Regions from separate parts of the Mus musculus genome. Here regions 1 and 3 are each linked to region 2. Evidence: chromatin contacts called from public HiChIP or PLAC-seq data. All regions are on one chromosome and are shown on one strand. The core of a region is the stretch at or near the end of the contact, and the rest is flanking DNA. Distances in the headings are between cores, read along the strand shown. Region 1 overlaps Gm12610 (predicted gene 12610). Region 2 holds the start of Ifne (interferon epsilon). Region 3 overlaps Gm12610 (predicted gene 12610).

Region 1 (2,718 bases), core at 55-2,554, 510 kb after region 2:
CCTTGTAGATTATGTGTATTCCACATACTTCTTTTTTTTTTTCCGTTTAATGATTTCCCCTGCACATTTTTTTCCCCATGTGGGATGAGTGTGCATTTTCCTTCTCTGTAAATCTGTTCTAAAATCCTTTCAAATCTTAGCTGAGGCTTTCTTAGGCAGTGTTTTGTTTGTTTTCTGAGATAGGGTTTCTCTGTGTAGCTCTCAGAGATCTGCCTACCTCTGCTTCCAAGTACTGGTATTAAAGGCATGTACCGCCATTGCTCCCCAATTCTTACTCAGTGTTTTAGGGTTCCAATTTCCTTCAGGAAAGGAGATGTGTATAATCTTGGGGTTTCCCCATGGTCTGGTAAAATGAAAAGTGTTAATGATTGGTTTAGATTTTTCCTACGATTGTTCGGATCCCACGAGAGAGCTAGGGAAGACCACAGTGTAGCCAGCCTTCTTGGGGAGACAGCAACACAAATGCCAGAGAAATTTTCCAGTTGGCTTTCTATCAGACTTTTTTTTTGTAGTTTTTTTTTTAAAGCACTGATTCATTCTCTTTGCTAAAATTCAAAGAAGTCAGTGAATAATGCAAATATTAGAGATCATTTAATTTCAGAAGCTTAATTTCTGAAAAAAGAGGAGAGCTAAGAGGGTGGGATTTCCCTGTTTTAAACAAGGAAAGGATTTGTGGTGCTTTTAGAAGGCTTGGCTCTCTTCCATATAATTCCATACATGCTCAGCTATTAACCCAAAGTGAGGTCAAAGTGCATTTGTTTTTATAGAACTGAAATTGCCTGCAGATGCTTTTATTCTTTGTTTCTTTCCCTTGCTCAGGTCAGCATTCCTCTGAGACAGCCTGACCCTTCTTCACTGACACAGCAACAGTCTGTCCATCCATCCATCCATCCATCCATCCATCCATCCATCCATCCATCTATCCATCCATCTAGCCTGCTTCTTAATCTTATGTTCACATACCCTTATATTGCATTCATTAGACTTTTTTTTTGAAAACTGTCAAAATGTCTTTCTAGGGATCCTGACACCCCTCACTCAGCACTTTTGATGGGGTTTCAGTACAGTCATCTAGGACAGCATTGCTTTACAGAAATGGATTTGATTGAAACCGCCTACAGCAGGTGAAATAGCCAGGTGCCCACATTACAGCTCTGAAAATATCCCTTTGTGGTACCTTGTGGTTTTAGTTTCTGAGAAATGATGATGAGGAGCTACAACAGAAGGCAAGAAATATCAGGAATGTCTGTTTGCCTGGGTGTATTCAGTCAGAGGTAGAGTCCTGTTTGTGTGTGTAAGACTGGGGTTTTCCCCCCTCGCCTGGTGGTAATGTTGCAAGAACAAACTTTCCCCTCACTGCCTCCCTAGGGTAAAATGGCTGCCAAGATATTTTGGAACAGAAACTTAAGAGTATCTTGGCCACTGTGAGACAGTAACAAGGGTCCTTTGATATTTTCTATGTTCTCTGTGGTCAAGCTGTCATCTGTTTTCTTCTGAGGTTCTGAGATGTCATAGGCCAATACTGGCTTGTGACCTGTTTCTTTGAAGGATATGCTGTAGGAGTTGGCTCCTATTTGCGTTGGAAGGCTTGAAGGAGCAGCTCTTTTCAGAGGAGTTCTCATGGAGACCACTAGGGAGGAAGAGGAGACCAAACACAATGGGAAATGTTTAACAATTAAAACCAGCTCTTGCCTGTGTGGTCCTGCGTTTTACATCACTTCGTGGAAATGGACAGCTGGGAAAAAGCCTGATAGATGATAGAGCCAGTGTCCTGTTAAGCATAGTCTATAACGTAGACAAGAAAAGGGCAACATATTCAGACTGTCAAGGAAGTTATCTAACAGCTACGATGACCACAGGCCACCAGACTGCTGGTCCATAGCTTTACAGTTACCTGACTGAGAAAATAGAAGAAAGGTTGGCTGAGCCCAACCCAGAAACGTTCCAAAAATGTACTATGGTTTTTCAGCGTGCTAACACTTTTTATTCATTTTCAAGTGAAGTTTTCATTATCTGAAAATATGAAACTTTAAAACACAAAGCCCACATTTCATCATTCAATTTATGAGTATAAGATATAAAAATAGTGTTGTTTTATATTTACCTACTTCTTTTTAAAATATAAAATGTAGGTGCTGGAGAGATGGCTTGATGGTTAGGAGTGTGGACTGCTCTTGCAGAAGACCAGAGTTTTATTCCCAGAACTCATGTTGGGCAGCTCATAACTGCTGTAATTCCAACTCCAGGGCATCTAAAAGCACCTACAAACACTCACCTACAATTAAAAACCATAACAAAACAATAAATGAATGTATAAAATGTTAATAAGCAGGAAAATTTCCACCACTCAGAATCAATCCCTGACTATAGTGTGTATTCTTTTTTCATTTATATTTCCCATATGTGTGTATGTATGTATGTATGTATGTATGTATGTATGTATGTATGTATGTTGTTGTATTTCTCTGTCTCTGTTTTTCCTTCTTTTGGGATAGTCTCACTGTGTATCCCTTGGCTAGCCTGAAACTCACTAAGTAGACCAGGCTGGTCTTGAATTCGTAGAGATACACCTGCTTCTGCCTCCTAAATGCTGGATCAAAGATGTGCCACCATGCCTGGAACCTTTTATATTTAAACTAAAGCCATATTTTTTTCTAGATTTATATTTTATCATGTATGTAACTTTTCCCTTCCTCCCTTCTTACCTCCCTCCATCCC
Region 2 (2,748 bases), core at 175-2,674:
AGTCAGTACAAATATTAAGATTACTTCATGGTTTTACACAAATATACTACTTATACACGTTTTACTTTTTTTTTGCTTTTATTTTTCTCTATGTACTTTTGTAGAGAAAACATCACGTTCTCGTCAAGAGAATCTTGTTCTCTTAGGTGAAGTTGCTTACACTAACTTCTGCTGATCTAGCAAATTGTAAGAGCATTCATTAACTAATCACCCGACAGAGTCTAGCACACAGGAAAAGTTCCTGCTTTCTCAGAAATGTGTTGAGTCTGCATATTTTTTCTTAATTAAACCTTGAGGTGTTAGTTAATAGGTTAAAAACAGCATGCTATTCAGTTGTAATCTGCATTATTATTATTATAATGAGTGAGATTGAATCTGTTTTCATTCTTCTGAAAATTGTTCACACCTTTTGGCCGTATTTCTATTATGTCTTTGTAATAGAAATATTCATGGATTGATGCTAACAAGTTCTGGTAAACATGAATTAATGCTGTATGTTAAGGAATGCTCACTACATTATCGAGATAGCTCATCGTATCTAACGGCAAAATTCTACGAAATTTCACCACTGAAGAACCAATTATGAAATTTTAATGAATTAATTTTAATTCCTAAATAATTTGAAGTTGGTAGAAAACATAACATGGCATGGCAAAATGGATATTGCAATGCATGCCATCTTAGAACACAGTTAAACCTGGGCAGAAGCAAAACAATGCAGCCACTTTACACCAAAAAGAAACAAATCATGTTCATATAGCTCCTCCCACTCCGCCACCAACCTATGTCTTTCAAATCCCCTGTTGGCTCTTGCTTCTCAGTGTTCAAGGGTCTGGGTCTTGTCTGCTCAGCCATGTTGTGAACCTGAACACAAAGAACATACAGCGGTGGATTTCTGTCTGGACAATGATCCAGGCACAGCTGCTGTACCTTTGGTTTTCCAAGTAATCGTGGATCCTCCTGAAGTATGCTTTAATCTGTAACCTAAGGTTCTGCGCACTCGAGCCCCCACTCTTCTGCGCTGCGTTCAGTCCACCCAGTGACTCCACGTATTCCAGCTGCCGGTGAAGCGCAGCTAAGACTTTTTCTATATGGTTTTCCTCCCAAATGCCCATAGTCCCATGTGTCTGGAGGAGCGTGAAGATCTGCTGAAGGATCTCGTGCACAACAGCCAGCACCTGTCCCTCTTGGTACTGGTGAGGACTCACAGGCTGCTGAGGAAGCAGGAAATTCTTCCTGTGTGCTAGACACTGCTGGACTGACGAGCTTGGCAAAGGTTTCAGTAGTTGTAGGCTTTCTCTGTTCATCCACAATTGGAAGGGAATCCGTTTCGGTTCTAGGGAGAAGATAGTGGAAGAAACCAAGAGCAGCAACACCGTTTCAGGGAGCTGTCTGTGAACCATGGTGGAGGGCACACAGGGATCTCTGCACACCTTGTACCACTCCAGTTCTGGGAAATATTTACCTCTCACGCATCTGAAACCCTGAGGGAGGGTGTTCTTTTCTGTTGTCTGTGTTTCCTTGTACGTCGTTTCCCAAGTTTATACCTTAGGTTTTCTGGTTCCCATTCCAGGGTTTTATGGAACATTTCCTTTACATTCCCCATTGTGTTGCTGTTTGAGGAAGTAACGAAAGAGCTGGCTTCACTGTGCACTTGTCTTGAGACAATGATAGTTGTCCACTCTGACCTACTATTACCACTCATTATTTATTACGTACAAGCCTTAACTAACACAATGCACTTTCTAAATGCTTACTCAGGCTTAGTAATGCACTTTTATTGAGAGCAAGCTTCCTTTTTCAAGCAGTGGTATTTCATGGAGTATTATTTATTATAGATCTGGTAGTGGCCAGAGCACACTCTGAGGTAAACATTGAAATCCACAGGCTGATAACTTTGAAACTTCATGTACAACTGTAAATGTGCACAAGTATTTGGGCATATTAATGTGAAAATATGTACCAATAACCTTGAACTATTTTATATTTCACCCAATCAGTTTAATATCTAATATTTTAGCTTACAAAATAAGATAAAAGTAAAACTTATCAAAAGATTGTGATTATAGCCTCATGATAGCAGCATAGTATGCACAACCTACAAGTTCAGTACAATGGCTACAAATGTGTTGGTCCTCTATGAATACATGAAACCAGTTAAAGATAACAAGATTGTGAGAAGAGATGGAAGTGGTTGGATGGTCCATTTTCCCTAGACTAGCTGCAACTATGGTAAGCCAATGAGAACAGCTCTACAATAGTAATGCCTCTTAAATTACAAATACCCAGTTCCACATTGCTAAGATCCTCCTGAGCAATCCCCCAGCCTACCTTCTTAGTTTTACCCGGAACAGTTGTAGTAAGTGAAGTCGAGGGAACTGGACTCCAGAGGAAGTAAAAGATTCTGTGATGAGACACCGTGACCATGGCAACTCTTATAAAGGAAAATATTTAATTGGGGCTGGCTTACAGTTCAGAGGTTTAGTCCCTTATTGTCATAGCAGGAAACATGTAGGCAGACACAGTCATAAAGTAGGAGCTGTGAGTTCTACAGCTTGATCTGCAGATAGCAGAAGGAGGCTATGTGCCACACTGGGCACAGCTTGAGCATATGGGACCTCAAAGCCAGACCCCACAGTAATACACTTCCTCCAACAAGGCCACACCTCCTACTAGTGCCATTCCCTATGGACCAAGTATTCAAACACATGAGTCTATGGGGACCATACCTATTCAAACCACCACACC
Region 3 (2,700 bases), core at 123-2,622, 560 kb after region 2:
CTGATGGGGGGAGAATGGATGGGAAGGAAGAGGAAGTTGATCCCATTAGCACATGGAATGGTAGTCTCTGTAGTTTCTGAATGACTTATGACCTGCAGAAAATGTCCTTTACTGTGGCTTGGGATGGGATGAAAGGCACCTCAACTATTGTTATACTTCTGGGTAAATAAACTCTGGAAAGAAAGAATGCAAAATGTTCTGAATATAGATAGGAATGGAATTATCACTGTTGTCTCACTCCAAGGGAATACTTTCATTCCCTAAAAAAAGCTTTGAAATGAATGTAGCATTAGATATGAAAAAATAACTTTAGACATTGATTACTGTCACCTCCATCCCCCCACTAACAGCTATTTCTGATAATTTATAATAAATTTTCCTCATACTTAGGTCAAAATTCTCTTATAATCACCCATGACATATTCCTCTTTAGTCTTAGACCAATTATCTTAAAAGTATTAAATCGTCTAATCTTTGTGTGCCTTAAATATATTCCGGCAGTACTGAGATGGTGGGAAAGAAAAAAAAGATTGTAATATTTAAATTCCAAGGAAGTTTGGCAATGATGACTAAAGTCCTCAAAGCAAAGCGATTCAGCAGCAGCGTACACACACACACACACACACACACACACACACACTCACACACACTCACACACACACCAGATTGTTGGAGAAACAATGAACCCTCCAGGAAGATGTGCCCCATTTACCTTGGGAAATCACCAAGAAAATCATAAATATATGTATATTTGATTTGGATTCAATGCCTAGCAAATGGTGATTACAGCTCCAGACTGTAGAAACAGAGTGAACACATGATGTGATTCGGATGCATCAGAGCTTGTGATTTCCTAATGGATGAATTGGACACTAACTCTTCTGAGTCACAAGGATTCTTTTGCCCTGGCAGTGTGGAGCTAAGCTAGAAGGTTTATATTAATTGCCTGTGACTTGGTTGGGTGGGTTCCTGCTAGTCCATTTAAGGGGAGGGACGTGGAGAACACATTCCTTAGAATGGCCACAGACTGTCCAGATGAGAAGGACTCTGAAACGTTTATGTGACAGTATCGAAGGGCTAGAGTGGTCCTAGAAGACTGGATTGTATGGTCACTCTCTGGTCTCTTAGCTTGAGAGTGAGGGAGACTTAACAATGCTTTTTGTTTGTTTTACATCTAGCATACTGACAGGAAAACAACAACCAAAAACAACCCAGTAATTTAAAAGGGAAAATGGTGTGAAGAGATACTGATGCAGAAAAATAAAACTTTTAGCTATTTTTTTCCTCAAAACCTACCCACATCTCCCTCTGAGTTTACTTTTGTTCTCACTTTACAGAGTCTTTCTGTGGTAAGGGCAAGGGCGAGAGAGAGAGAGCCAGGAGAGGCTTCACTCCTTAAGGTCCCTCCAGAGTCATTTCTAGATGGTTATCATCATGCCACATGCACTTGGAATTCTTGGTGATTTTCCAAGCTAAACAGGGCACATCTTCCTGGAGGTTTCATTTATTTCTCCAACAATCTGAAACGAAAGTTCTTGTAAATGAAGTCAAACCAAGAGGCTTCATGCCTTGGAACGCAAAATTCATTGGAAATTTAAAAAATAAAACCCTGGGCTTCAGAGATCCAGGCATTTCAGATTCCTGCTCACATTCCCTGCTGAGTGCCTTTCCCCTTTCAGTCATGCCTTATTACAGAAAGTGTGTACAGGACTATCCAGGCATTAGTGCGGATATGACATTCTCTTAAACTTCTGGTCTCTTCCTAAGACTGGACTAGTTAGTCCAGGAGATTGTTCTGTTCTTACTATTTTACAGCCATCTGAGAATATCACAAAACCAGATAATTCTATGAGAATCCTCAATGCAGTATAAGACTAAAGGCGATCAGAGTTTCCTCAAGAGCTTCACGTAGGTGTGATGACTGTGGGCTGCTTCTTGGACGCCTTATTGGACGCCTGCTATTGAGCAGATGTTTTTCTGGAAATAGGATGCAGTGGTGACTAGAACATTTCCTCCGAGTCACCAGGAGATGGAGGGGGAGAGGGTTAGGAAGGATGAATATGAACGCAATGTGTTCTTCTATTTCTTCTTTTTGAGATAGGATTTTAGTAGCCCTGGCTAGCCTGGAACTTACTATGTAGGCCAGGCTAACTTCCAACTCACAGAGATCCACCTGTTTTTGCCTCAGGAATGCTAGGCTTAAAGGCAATGCACCACCATGCTCAACACAGTGAATTGTTGTTTTTCCTTTTCATTATTTTTCTCCATTTATTTAATTATTCATTCATTCACTTTACATCTCTTTCCTCTCAGCATCTGCCTCACAAGCCCCTTCCTCTTCCCCTCTCCTTCTCCTCTGAGAAGGGGGAGCCCCCCTGGGTACCAACCCAGCCTGGCACATCAAGTCATTGCAGAGGGTGGCCACTTTAGGCCCCATATTCCCTACTGCTAGGAGTTTCATCTAGGGTCACCCCCATAGACTCCCAGGAGCCTCCTCTATCCTAGGTCTCTGGCATGTCCTAGAGATTCGAACCTCCCATCCCACCCCATCCCCCCACCTGCCTTGAGCTCCTGTCACAGTTCATTGATAAGCACAAAGCATTATTCTAGGAGTTAGAACATGCCACCAACCATACCCACTGCCTTTCCATCCATTGCACCCATTCCAGGGTCATTCTCTTCTTTAGGAATTTCTGTATT

Evidence for each region. HiChIP or PLAC-seq counts read pairs in DNA pulled down with a chosen protein or histone mark.
Region 1: a contact with region 2 is called in a BATF HiChIP or PLAC-seq map of CD8 T cells, with 8 read pairs. The contact joins the enhancer-like site here to the promoter of Ifne in region 2. A contact is called at or near these places in 5 of 39 promoter capture datasets (3T3-L1-derived adipocytes, the HPC-7 cell line, cranial neural crest and 2 more), 1 of 15 datasets of contacts at CTCF or cohesin (the NIH/3T3 cell line), 1 of 115 datasets of contacts at active chromatin or transcription factors (CD8 T cells) and 3 of 9 other capture datasets (adipose tissue, macrophages and pancreatic islet).
Region 3: a CTCF HiChIP or PLAC-seq map of the NIH/3T3 cell line shows a contact between it and region 2, with 7 read pairs. The contact joins the enhancer-like site here to the promoter of Ifne in region 2. A contact is called at or near these places in 5 of 39 promoter capture datasets (the 3T3-L1 cell line, the HPC-7 cell line, cranial neural crest and 2 more), 1 of 15 datasets of contacts at CTCF or cohesin (the NIH/3T3 cell line), 1 of 115 datasets of contacts at active chromatin or transcription factors (extraembryonic endoderm stem cells) and 1 of 9 other capture datasets (macrophages).

Annotation. Positions count from the first base shown.
Region 1 is chr4:89,392,212-89,394,929 of GRCm38.p6, forward strand. All of the region lies in intron 4 of Gm12610 (predicted gene 12610), which reads left to right. Among named protein-coding and RNA genes, the nearest start is that of Cdkn2b, 83 kb to the left of the region's middle. Within about 2 kb of position 1,305, at least 25 of the 459 cell types and tissues checked have an H3K27ac peak or open chromatin away from gene starts, as enhancers often do. A contact at or near this core is called in CD8 T cells, the NIH/3T3 cell line and adipose tissue, where this site is marked.
Region 2 is chr4:88,878,777-88,881,524 of GRCm38.p6, forward strand. It overlaps Ifne (interferon epsilon), which reads right to left and starts at 1,425. Exons shown (of 1, transcript NM_177348.2): 1 at 762-1,425. The coding sequence starts at 1,403. The coding sequence ends at 825.
Region 3 is chr4:89,439,604-89,442,303 of GRCm38.p6, forward strand. All of the region lies in intron 5 of Gm12610 (predicted gene 12610), which reads left to right. It also overlaps the pseudogene Gm12608. Among named protein-coding and RNA genes, the nearest start is that of Cdkn2b, 130 kb to the left of the region's middle. Within about 2 kb of position 1,373, at least 38 of the 459 cell types and tissues checked have an H3K27ac peak or open chromatin away from gene starts, as enhancers often do. A contact at or near this core is called in the NIH/3T3 cell line, where this site is marked.